Linked DNA regions of Oryctolagus cuniculus: region 2 is linked to region 1. The links are chromatin contacts, called in public Micro-C maps. All regions are on one chromosome and are shown on one strand. The core of a region is the stretch at or near the end of the contact, and the rest is flanking DNA. Distances in the headings are between cores, read along the strand shown. Region 1 overlaps UBE2G2 (ubiquitin conjugating enzyme E2 G2). Region 2 overlaps TSPEAR (thrombospondin type laminin G domain and EAR repeats).

Region 1 (6,216 bases), core at 2,558-5,057:
TTGAGCCGCTGGGCCGAGTTCCGCTTCCCTGACTCAGTATCTCGTGCTTCTCTGCTCTCTCAGAAGTCGTAAGAGTTCTTCTAGATATTTCTAGGGTTCTTCAAGTCGCCTCTCTGGCCCACCTGAAGTGATTTTTGCATGTCTGAGATAAAGGGCAGGGTCATTTGCAAACGGCCATGCAGCTGGTAGTGGTAGCGTGTAGACATGTATTGCCTCAAGGCCTGCAGCTGGGAGTCCGAGAGCCCTCCCCTGCACCGCTGTGTCCCCACCCAGCCTCACGTCTCCTCTCCCAGTGCAGAGGCCTCCTCTGGGACGACCTTGCTTACACTCCTTCCGCCGTCTTCGTCCGACTTGCCCTGCGCTCACTCTTCTAGCATCTGGGTGTCTGGCTGTGGCGGTCTCCCCTGGGCCGTGTGGCCCCTCTTGATAGATATTCGCATGGCTTCCAGTTTTTGCTGGCATAAAACCCCCTGGAATGAGGAGCATTATGCATGTATCTTTTCTTATTAAAATTGTTTATTTGAAAGGCAGATTCAGGGAGATCTTCTACCCACTGTTTCACTTCCTGAATCCCCGCAACTGCCAGGCTGGGCCAGGCCTGAAGCCAGGAGACCGTCTCCCGTGTAGGTGGGTGCAGCAGCCAGGTGACCAGAACGCGGTACCAGTACCGTCTCCTGTGTAGGTGGGTGCAGCAACCTGAGCCCTTGAGCCCTCACTGCCTCCAGACAGTCCTGGTGTGTCCAAACCCGGAGTCCAGCGCCTTTCCCTGTTCCCACAGTGCATCTGTGGGATAGCTTTCCAGAAGTGGGGCTGTGGGTCAAAAGTTAAATTTATCTTTCATTTTACATGGTGACTAGTTTTTAAAGCCACGATTTTAAGAAAAATAAGTTTTTAACAAATGATTGTTCTCAAGGGGTCATTGAAAACGAATGGCAGGTGGTCTTCGGAGACTTCTGATGTTAAGATTTCTTTCTAAACTTTTTTCCCCAATAAATGTGTGTGTGTGTGTGTGTGCGTGTGTGCGCGCGTGCCTATGTCTGCCTGTGCCCATGACACTCTAGAAGCTGTGTGTGTGCACGTGCCTACACGTGCAGACCACAAGGGGGAGAAGTGTGCTGGTGGCTCGTGGTCTGCAGTTCCCTAATGGCCAGCAGAGGCCGCTGTTGGATAGGGCTACAGGTGGGAAGGCTGTGGAGCCTGTGGGTAGGAGAGCAGGTCAGGGAGGCGTCACGTGGGGGAACCCCAGTGGAAGAGTGGTCCTGCCTAGGGCACACCTGGCAGGCTGCGCCCCTCCCCCACTGCTGTGGCAGTTTACCGCGTCTTACCTTACTTTGTTCTTTTTCTTTAATTAGGTAATTTGTGGATAAATTGCAACAATTTACACATCTTCATTTTTCATTTTGACTTCTTGACTCAGTGCAGGCCTCTTCCCACGTCTGGGGAGCAGAGGAGGCTGCTTTTAGACAGAAAGGGCAGAAGCAGCGGAAGGGTCCTTTGGAATTAGCGCCTGGTGGGGCGGGGACAGGGGACGGAGCCCTGGGGAAGTGCGCAGTTCAGGTCGCCTCTGGGTGTGAGGCCTGGAGCAGAGCGGGTGGGCTCTCACCCCGTGGAAGCGGCCTGTCGGGAGATTGGAGCTCTGATCCCTACTTGGCAGAAGGGCCTCGTGAGCTCCGTCTGAGCTCCGTGCCGGGAGCCCGCGTATGAGTGGCTCCAGCTTGGGTTGTAGTGGTCAGTTCAGAGGCCCTGTCTGCAGCAGCGGCCTCCTGGAACTTTGATTTCATCGTGGGAACTAGCCGAGGTTTCATATGATTGAGTGTGAACGGCGGCTGTTCCTGCTGCACGGCCTGCGCACCAGACACAGAGAGGTTGCTGGGCCTGGTGTTTACCCCTCCTCTGAGTCCTCCCTCCTTGAAATGCGTGGTTCAGTGGACTTGGGGTCAGCGCCACTGCTCACCCTGCTTCTCCGGCCCCCGCGCTGTCGCTTCCTCCTCCGCTCCTCCACGTCTGCTCACCCGTGCTTCCTTGGAGCAGGTCTCAGTAGTTCCAGCACCGGGGGCGTTCAGGGCGCAGTGGTTTTCCTGGGTCGGCCTTGTTTATGGCGGGGTGTTGAGCTCGGTGTTCCCTAGTCCTTGCAAAAGCAGGCAGTGACACCCTGGGAAGTGGCGCTCCGGAGGGCTCCGTCCACTCCTGTAGGTGCCCTGTGTCTGTGTGCACGCCCCCAGACGCACAACGCCAGTGGCCGTCTTTGCTTCCAGCATCACTCCCTGCCTCCCGCCTGCCCATCGACCCTTCTCGCCTGCTTGTGAAGCAGGTGGCCGTGAGCGGGGCTCCTTCAGGACCAGTGCTTCTGGCCTGCCGACTTCGTGCCTCGTTCTGTGTGCGTCTTGACCTCCTCTACTGTCCTCTGGGGGTTGATTTTGTGTTCCAGAAAGCAACTGAAATTGTTGGGTCGGCTTTATTGAGACAGGCCTGCACGTAATAAAAGTGCGGCTCTCAGATGCTGTCTGAGCTGTGACGGGTGCCTGTTGTTCAGCTGCCGGCGCTGCAGCCACAGGAGCCCTGGTGCCCTGCTGCCGGCCCTCCCGTCCCCCTAGGGGCTTCTGGCAGCGTTGCACTTCCTGTTGGGAGTTTTACCATTTCTAGAGTTTCGTGTGAATAGACTCAAGTCACGTGACCATTTGTGCCACACTTCTTTCTCTCAGCGCCATGCTGTTCAGGGCAGCGTGTGGCTGTGTGTGTCCGTGGTCTGTTTTCACTGCGCGGTGTAAGCAGGTCTCACCTCTGCACCGTGTGGTGGGCAGAGCCTGGCTCCAGTCTGCAGCAGCCTCTGGTCTAGAGCCACTGGGGGTCTGGGCACCTGTGGAACGTGGTCTGTGGGTCTCGCACTGCGGCGAGGTGGTGCAGCCGATGGCCAGCGTGCAGAATGGGATAGATCAGGTCACGTGACGCTTTTGCAGCTCACCGTGGCTCAGCGCTCTAGCCGGTCACTCTCAGAGAGGTTTGTGCCAACTTTTAAAGGGGCGGGAAAGACTGTTCAGTGGAAAATCAGGTGCCAGATTTATGAGGGCTAGCCAGAGTAACCAGCCGTGAGGGGTGCTCTGCAGAGATGGGGTCCCTGTTGCTTTCCACTCACAAATGAGAAGATGCACAATTCTGTGACTGTGAGGAACCCTGAGTGGACGAGGCTTTTGCTTTGGGCAGGCAGGTCCGCTCGTTGAGTGTGTGCTCTGTGATTGACCAGCTGATATAACTGGTACCGCTGTTTTGTTAAAGTGACGCAACTTTCATTCTGTTTGGTGATGGTTTTGCTTTTTAATTTTGTAGAATTAACGCTGAATCCCCCAGAAGGAATTGTGGCAGGTAAGACACTAACATTTACTTCTTTGTAACTTTTAATTGCCAAAGTTGCTTTCGAACTTGAAATGTTTTGGGATTTTTTTCTTGCCCCGCAGGTCCCATGAACGAGGAGAATTTTTTTGAGTGGGAGGCGCTGATCATGTAAGTTACTCCCGTGTTGCTGGTGTCCAGCGCTGAGGCTGTCCAGAAGCATCTGCTGGGAAAGGCCACGTGGACACGGACGCGCTGTGCTCTCCCGTGTCCGTGTGTGGGCAGAAGCAGCCGCAGCAAGAGGTCCCCAGGGAGTGGCAGTGAAAGTTGTGTTTGTAGGATTTTAAAATAATTTTTAACGTCGTATTGTCATGGTGGGTTAGCCTTCAGCCGGGGTGACTCGGCCTTCCAGAAGCCCTGAAGCTCTGAGGCCTGGATAGAAGGGGTCGGGGCGACTGCACAGGGCCCGCCAGCTGCTGGGACCTCTTCCTTCACCTCCTGCCCTCACCACTCACCCCTGTGAGTGCCCCTCCTATTCCTGTGCCCTGGAGCTGCCCTGGCCTGAAGCCCCATCCAGACCTCCCGCTGCTGCCTGGCTCACAGCCCTGCTGCTGGCAAGAGGGTCGAACAGTCCTGTGATCTCTGCCTTCTTTGTTCCTTGGCTAGCTGGGGGTGGGAGGGCCCTTCCCGGGCTGACTTTTTTCACAGCAGGGTCAGGGAGACGAGGGAGCTGAGCGCGTGAGCAGTGCGGCTTTCTCCTTAGTGAGCTGGATGATCCTGTGCTGGGTGTTGCCGCGTTGAGAAGTGCTGTGGTGAGTGGGGCGGGACAGGGCAGAGGCTCTGCTGGGCCAAGCGTGAACCCGCTCAGGGACAGAATCCTCCCCTTCATCAAGCGTTCGGCATTTGCCTGTCACTTGTATCACGTCACTTCTTCATGACGTCTGGAAAACAAGCTGTTACCAAATGTTGTCTGGGAGGTTAGATAACACATGAAAATTGTTTTGAAAAATGAGATTTTTTGATTAGCAAAAAGTTTTTTAAAAGATTATCTATAAACACTGTCTAGACAGAGTGCAGCCTGCCTCACAGTCCCTGGTCATTTCTAGCATTGCTGATTGATTGAGCTTAGGGCACATATTTTTCCTATGTCTGAAAGTTCTAGAACATGTGTGTATGAGATGTGGCACCATCAGGACCCCCATCCTCTGTCCATTTGGGCTACATTCCAACCTGTAGCAGGTGCCTGAGCCTACAGACGGCACCAGACTCTGTGCGGGAGACTTTGGAGTTTGTAGAAGATGCACACGTTTCCTGTACCCGTGATGTAAGGGTGCTGCACAAAGTTCATGGAAAATGAAGTTAATAGATGTTTATCTGGTGCAAAAATTGTGAAATCCATACATACTAGGAGTTTCCAAAAATCAATGCAAAATATGTACTATGGAAAACTGCATGGATTTCAAAAGTTTTTTGCATCAAAGTAATCATTTAATTCCATTTTCCAGGAACTTTTTGAAGTCCTCTTGCAGAATTTGATTTATAGGCCCTTTGCAAGGTAAACAGTATTTAATAATAAAATGGAGCAGTAGTAACAAAATGTGGCAATAAGTGTTACTGAATCATTTATTTCTGGAATTTTCCATGGATATTGTCAGACTGCGGTGCACTGTGGGTACCCGGAACTCCAGTGCTGTGTCTTTCACCCCAAGGCGGTCAGCGGCGCCTCAGCCTGTGCTGTCGTGCAGCTAGTGGATGACAGCAGTGTCCTGCATGGTTCATGACCTGCTTGTCTGGTCTGCTGTGTCCTGTGCCACCACAGAGACACCTGCCATCACTCCCACGCCACCTGGACAGCACCTGCTGGTGGGCCAGGGCACACCCGCAGGAGATGTGTCAAGAGCTCATTAAGGGAACAGTTGAGCCCTGTGGTTGGTTTTTGAAACTTGTTCATTGTTAAAAATCTGTTAATGTTAACTATTACTGATTTTAGATAAACAGCATAAAACTAAACCAATATTTTGAAAGCCTGTCTTAAAAAGTATCAGAGCTATTTTTAGGTAGAGCACTTTGTGTTTGAATGAAGCTTTTACATTAACGTGGAATTCCCCGCTTCACGATCTGCTGAGTTTGTGGGTTTTGGTTCTGTTCCAGACCCTTCACAAACAAGAGGCCGTTTACAGATGTACTCAAAGCATCTACCAGGGACTTAACTGTCCTCCTGCGGGTGTGTCTCGCCCTGCTGTCTTGGCAGACAGCCGCCCGAGGTCTTACTCCCCAGTGGGGCTTTCTTCTCTTCTGGTTCTCCCTCGGCAGCTTCCGGGGCAGCCTCTGCCGCGGTGTTTCTGAGCGTGGTCACTCCGGGAGGCCACGGCTGCCACGGCGCACCTCCAGGGCCGCCTCATGCGGCGACAGCGTCTTCAGATAAGCAGGCGACAGGAGCTGAGCTCCTTTGATACTGGGACCTTGACTGCAGAGGGGAGGGGTCTCGTAGGTGAGCCCAGGCTTCTGCCCAGGTGGCATGGCCCCGCTGGGTAATGGGGCAGATTGTTGAGCCAGAGAGGGACCCAGAGGAGGAAAACACCGGGCTGGAGCGAGCGGTTCCACGGGGTACGCGGGGCTGGCCGCTGTGGCTCTGCGGTGCTGTTGCTGTGTGGCCCCTGGCCTTGGCCTCTCTGAATTCCTCTTTTTTTTTTTTTTTTATTTCATCACTATGAAGAGGCATAGCCTCCTTTAGCACATGGCCTTGGGTCCCAGGCAGCCAGAGCATATGAGGCTGGTGTGACCCCTTCACCACAGCACTGGGTCAGAATGGGTGCTGCACCTGCCATGCGGGACAGCTTGGGGGAGGTGTGCACGCCCTGGGACTCTGCTCTCCCATTCTGTCAGTGT
Region 2 (6,216 bases), core at 1,090-3,589, 190 kb after region 1:
GGGGAGTGTGCTGAGCCTGGGCCCCCAGGATCACACCCCTTGGTAGCACTGGCCCCTGAAGCCTCCGGAGACAGCTGCCCATGGTAAGGACGGCAGTGTCCCTTGCCAGGGCCCTTTGGGGGCTGTTTGCTGTCTCCCAGTAACTCAGAGGGAGACCCTAGTCGTGCATCCCCTTTCCTCCTACTGGATGCCCTCGGACCACAGAGGCGTCCTTCCAGGCCCCATCAAAGCTGCAACCCAAAGGCCTCCATGCCCAGCTGCTAGCCGGCTGACTGCCAGATCCCCAGGCACCCTCAACGGAACTGCTGGGGCTCCTGCCAAGACCCTGAAGGCCCACCTCGCATCATGGTGCTTCCACGCCCACCGGCTCAGTGCCCAGGCAGCAGGGCAGGGCTCCAGGGGAATCCCACTGGGAAGGAGGGAGGGGCCTGCCCAGCCCAGCAGGTGCCTGGTTGCCTGGCTCTGGTGCCAGGCAGGGTTTGGCAGGGCTGTTTGATGTGGGGTTTCTTCTGCTGTCCCCCAGGGTGCTGAGAAGCCAGCAGTGGTGCCAGCCCCAGGCTCACACCTGCTGCCAGCTGGGGCTGCCCTGAGGCCACCACCTCCCTTCCCAGTGGGAAAGCCCTCAGCCCGACGTGGGGAGGGCCACAAGCAGCCAGTGCCCGGCCAGCCGTGGGCCTGGATGACTGAAGGCTGGCACTGTGAGCCAGTGGCACCCCATCTGGGTCTCTGCCAGCCCCCAGCCAGGCAGGTACAGGACGCTCTGTTCAGCAGTTCCAGGTAAACAGCGAGTGACCTTGTGAAAATAGGTTCCGAGTAGTGTATGGGACACAGACTGAGAAGGAAGTCACTGGTTACCCGAGGCTTGCGGGCGCTGGGCACCTGTGTTTGCCAGGTAAGCGTCTGACCCGCCAGGCACAGGGAGGGGCTTGAGCTGCCTCATAGCCGTGCTCAGGGCACCTGCCCGGCTCCGGAGGGCTTTAAGGAACCCAGCATCCCTCTGATCACCTCTCTCTCCAGCTCCCTGCCCTGTGGATGGAACCCAGGCCTTCCTAACCCGACCTGAGTGCCCCTCCTGCCTCTGTGTGCTCAGGATCCTGCTGGTCTTTCTGCCTGGATGCCCTTCCTGCCCACCCACCCCTCCTTCCTGCTGCACCTGGAACCTGTCCTGAGCTCCCAAAGTCCCCGGCAGACCCCGGCAGGGAGGGTACTCGTCACTGAGGTGAGCCCTGGTGCGGCCTCAGCCGGATCTCATTACCTGGTGCTGTGGAGAGGGGGGCTGCTCCTCCCCCACCCTCCACGACCTGAGTTGCAATAAGAAGGCGCTGCTGGGCTTTTCCCGGGCAGGAGTTTGGGGCTCCGTGGCCCTGAGCATCCTGGATGTGCAGGCACACGCGTGGATGGCAGGCAGGTGGCAGGGACTCCGCCGGCTCAGAGCTGGAAGGAAGCCCTGGCCTGTGCTGTGTAGGTGTGCAAACATACGGGCCTAGCTATGCAGGCAGGCGCACATGTGTACATACATGTGCACAGACTTTACACGTTTAGGCATGTGTGTATACGTGTATGGAGGTGGGTGTGTATGCATGCATGCAGGTGCAGACATGCATCCTCACGTACATGTGTTCAGGCATTGTGTGATGTGCTGGTTGTGTGCACATGCGTGTTTTGTATGTGTGCACCTGTGGGCAGGCGTGAGACCATCATGTGGGTGTTCATGGGGGTGCCTGCAGGCATCAGCACAGGTGCCTGCCCCCTTCCTGGGTTTCCTGAGGGCTGACTGGGAGGAACTGGTGATTGAGCAGTCCGCCAGCTCCTCTCCACTGACCGGGACACCCTGTGGGGTGCTGACCACTCCTAGCCTGGGAAGCAGCCACCGCGGGAGGGTGCTCAGGGCCACGTGGGCCCTCCGTGCCTCTGAAGCCACTCAGGAGGGCCCAGGGGCTGCTGTCCCCAGCAGGTGGAAGTAGTACCCCTGACCCAGCCAGGCCTTAGCCAGCTCCTGGCCCTCTGAGGGCCGTGGCCATCCTTGTGCTCCTGAGCCTCAGGCTTGTTCTGGACCCACGTCTTCAGCAGCCTCGGGCTTTGGGGTGCACAGGGGCCATGGAGCCAGGCTTTCGGCTCCACTTGAGCAACTTCGACCTTGAGTGGGCAGCAGCACCCTCTGCTGGGTGCAGACAGAACACCTGTTGGGTCAGCCCAGCGGTGCCAGCCAGCAGCCACTGGGACAGGCAGGGAGATCACACAGCACCTGGGCTGCATGGTCCTGGACTCACAGGTGGATGGTCAGCTGACCTGGCAAATAGTGTCTTCTGAGGCTGCTGCCACCCGTGGTTCTCAGCCACCTCCCTTGGGCCTGGGCGGTATGGGAGGCGCCTCAGGCAGGATGCCCGGGACAGCGCAGGGACAACAGCCTCTGTGGGACCCAGGCCTGGAGAAGAGCTGTGGCTGCCAGCTGGCTCTGCTCGTTCAGGCCCTGCCCTCATCCACACGACGGAACCTAGGCAGGGCTGGGGCATGCAGGCAGCGAGCCCACTGAGCACATGAGGGGAAAGGACCTCTCAGGACATGGAGGCAGCAGCTCCCTGCAGTGGGCACTGAGCCAAGGAGTGTGCCGGGATGTGACCCAAACACCACACACTAAGGCCTCTTGCAGGCAGCAGCTGTGCACAGCTCAGCCTCCCCACCCCTTCCACTTCTCCAGCAGCTGGAAAATTCAAAAGTTGATGTTGCAGGCAGATGGATAGAGATGGGGAGCGGGGGAGGGGGGGCAGGTCCAGGAAGTTCGTGAGAACTGGGACTGAAAGGCAAGGCTGTCAACTTGATTTCCCAGCATCCGCCCCGCCAAGGTCAAGGCGGTTCTGGAAGCAGATGTTTACTTCAGCCCGGAGAACTGATGTCCTGGGGATGGACCTCTGGCCACACAACCTTTTTTACATTGTTAACTGAAGGCAATGGCGCCCTTAAAGATGCTTTAAGGTTAAGCAACCAAAGAGGGTGGCATTGGGCACAGCTGTTGTCACTCTTAGGCTGCTGCGTAGCATGCTGCGTGCCTGGTCTCAGCTCAGCTCCTGTTTCCAACACACACCCTGGGAGGCAGCAGTGATGGCTCACAAGACACAGATGGAGCTCAGGGCTCCTGGCTTCGGTCTGGCCCAGCCCTAGCTGTTGCAGGCATTTGGAACGTAAACCAGCAGACAAAAGATCTCTCTCCCCCTCCCCCCTCCCCAAACGAGCTCAGAGGGAGCCAGATCAGGACTGTAGGTGGGTTCCTGTGATTTCCCGTCAAAATTCTGACAAAATGCATCTTGGTTGAGAGTGAGCAGGACCCTCATGGAAAAGGACCCTCTGGGGAAGCTTGCCCTGGTGTTTTTGGTTTTGCTTTTGCCTATCTCTGAATGACCCCCTCAAATCCCCTTCTAATAAGAACATTATGTTCCTTGGCTTTGCAGAAAGTCAGCAAGCATGCTGCCTCGAGCACAGCAGAACTTGCTGCCATGACCTTGGCCTTGACCAGTCCACTCTGGCTGTGACCAGGCCCCTTCCCCACCTCGGGAGCCATTGCTAGGATTATGCTTTCTCTTCAGGGTCACACTGGGAAAGCCATGTCTCTTCTGCCCCAGGTCTCCCATGAAATGCTTCAGGATCTTGGGCCCGCTCGTTTTAAGTTTCCATGGACAGTCCTGCTCTTGTCTGCTTCGGCACCCATGGAGCAGAAACTCTGCCGACTTTAACTCTGCGCCCAGAATTGCCCACGTTGAAGCGGCTGAGATGCCTGTGGTGTTGGCCATGGTTTGTGTTCATCCTTGGTCTTCAGTCGGGGTGTGGACATGAATTTCATCCTCAGTGACAAATGTGGGTGGGCTGCTGCTCGCTCTTCGGCATCCTTGCCTCCCTCCTTGTTGCAGTTGATTTCTCAACAATGTTGCAGTGGATTAGTTCTGAGAGGAGGAGCATGGTGGGGGCAAGAGGCGCGGAGTCACCACACAGACCCCGGGAGTCGGGTGAAAGCGGGTCAGAGGCGAGCAGCCCACAGACTCATTTATTTCAGTTGGCACGACAGATTATATAGCCAAGACCAGCCAATCCAGTCAAGGGGCAGTCTATGCCCCAACCAATCACAGCCTATTGCCAGGCAGGCTCCAAAGCCACCAATCACAGCCTGTTGCCAGGCAGGCTCCATTTGCCAGGTGGGTTTCAAAGCCATCCAATCACAGCCTGTTGCCAGGCAGGCTCCATTTGCCAGGTGGGTTTCAAAGCCATTCCTGAGTATCTGACGCGCCCTTGCCATCAGCCATCTTGGCATGGCCTTCTCATTTCACATTTCCCCCTTTTTGTTTATTTTTGAGCAACGGGAGGCATGATTCTTGGCCATACCATTGTTGACCCCGTTTCCATGTGGTCTCCGTATGCAGCTGTGCCTGTCTTAGGTTGTCCCCCAGGGGATCTTATCCGTCATTGACTAACCAGCACTCAAAATGGGAGACCACAGGAGTGCTTGCTCAGATGGGGGTAGGAATGAGGAACAATGGTTATCAGGAATGATGTGACCATACACAGGCTGTGGGCCATTCGAGTGGCTCTCCAGAGCTAGTGGGGTATAAAGCAGTAATGGATGTGGCTATGGGCAGTTCCTCAGGGTAGGATGATAGGGCAGGTGCATCTGCTAACAAGGTGGACCCTCAGTCTTGTTCAGCTGGTTCTGGTTGGCTGTCATTTGCAGGCTTGATGTTTCTGGCTGGTACCCAAATGGGCTGTCCCGCATTCTCTGGAAAGACACAAGCATATCCTCGGCCCTTGGTTAGCAGGAGCCTTTTTACGGGCATTGGAATCCTGGGCCTGAATTCTGCATCCACTCCTACATTTATGGCAAACATATGGGTGGCATGAGCTCTAGCAGCTGCCCTGAAAGCCTGGGGTGCCTGGGGACTGCCACAAACGTGGGGATCCTCACTGGGTGCGGATGGGATTACCTCACATGGGTTATTGCCTCGAGGTTATCTAAGTTCATCCCACGGGTATGTGGGGGGTGGCTGACTAGGCATTGCTACCTGTTTGCTACCTTGTTTGCTACATTGTTATTTTCACTGTCGGAGCTCTCTCTCCCTAAGTCATCAACTGTTGTCTGTGAGACAGGGACCTGGAGTGTCAGGCTCTGATCACTCACAGATTCACTATGTTTGGTAATACGCACGGGATTCCAAGAGGGGGTATCTTTCCCATGTCTGAGCACTTAAGAGCTGCGCACCATGCCAACTCTAGCCAGAGGAAAGACACGCACAGCACTGCTGCCATAACAGTGCAAATTCCTAGCACCTCAGCTGCTGATGGCATTCTGCAGGGGTTCCCTACCCTAGACAGACAGTGGTGTATCAGAGCGTACGTATGTCCTGTGCTTAGTGGGGGGCTTTCTTGATTCGTTAGTTCAAGGCCGTATGTCCACACGGTGTCTCCAGAGTGTCACCTCTCTTGAGTGAGGGAAGATAACTTGGTTCTGAATTCTGGGATGATCAGTCCCTTATGTGAACTCACCAGGCGAACCGAAAGTAAAAGGAGGAGCCGAGAAGCAACGTCCGCTTCTGGGCGGTGTGTGCCTAACCTGGGTCGCTTAGACCGAGGAGGAGGACAAGGAAAGGGGTGTAGGAGGGAGTTCTGTGCTCACCCTCACAGAACCGAACAGCACACAAAACACCGAGGGGCCTTCTTGCCGAAATCCAGGGAGGACCGTGCCGAGTCCAACATGCTCTCTCTCAGTCACATTGGCGCGCCGGATGTTGAAGTAGATTTCTTATGAGTGGGTCTGTGTGGTGACTCCACGCCTCTTGCCCCCACCACTCTCCTCCTCTCAGAAACGAATCCACTGCAACATTGTTGAGAAATCAACTGCAACACCTCCTTAAGATGAGTTGTCCCTTTGTATACTGCTCACTTCTTGGGGACACTGCCCCCACTACCTTTGTAAAGCATCATGCTTTCTCCATTCTTCCCAAGCTTTGCCCTTGCCTCAATCTAGCAGCGTTTGCATTGGTCTGAGGGCTCTTTCCTTCCTTCGGGCCTCACACCAGGTCCTGCTCAGACGAGTCACGTTGACTTAGCACCACTCTATCTGGGTGCAAAAAGTCTTTACATCTGGCATATATTTTTCATAATATGCATTATCATGAAGTTTTTGGAGACCCTTTGTGTAAGAGATTTATTATAGGGCTTGGTTCAGACAATGAC

Evidence for each region. A called contact is a pair of places that touch in the nucleus more often than the background predicts.
Region 2: a Micro-C map of ear pinna shows a contact between it and region 1, with 11 times the contacts expected there. The contact joins two enhancer-like sites. A contact is called at or near these places in 2 of 6 Hi-C or Micro-C datasets (ear pinna and an unstated tissue).

The regions. Positions count from the first base shown.
Region 1 is chr4:1,779,559-1,785,774 of mOryCun1.1, forward strand. UBE2G2 (ubiquitin conjugating enzyme E2 G2) reads left to right here. Exons shown (of 6, transcript XM_051839980.2): 2 at 3,325-3,360; 3 at 3,453-3,498. Among named protein-coding and RNA genes, the nearest start is that of UBE2G2, 11 kb to the left of the region's middle. Within about 2 kb of position 3,808, at least 1 of the 8 cell types and tissues checked has an H3K27ac peak or open chromatin away from gene starts, as enhancers often do.
Region 2 is chr4:1,968,057-1,974,272 of mOryCun1.1, forward strand. TSPEAR (thrombospondin type laminin G domain and EAR repeats) reads left to right here. Exons shown (of 13, transcript XM_070071766.1): 10 at 1,091-1,219. LOC138849221 (a long non-coding RNA gene) reads right to left here. Exons shown (of 3, transcript XR_011387670.1): 2 at 1-6,216. Among named protein-coding and RNA genes, the nearest start is that of LRRC3, 21 kb to the right of the region's middle. Within about 2 kb of position 2,340, at least 1 of the 8 cell types and tissues checked has an H3K27ac peak or open chromatin away from gene starts, as enhancers often do.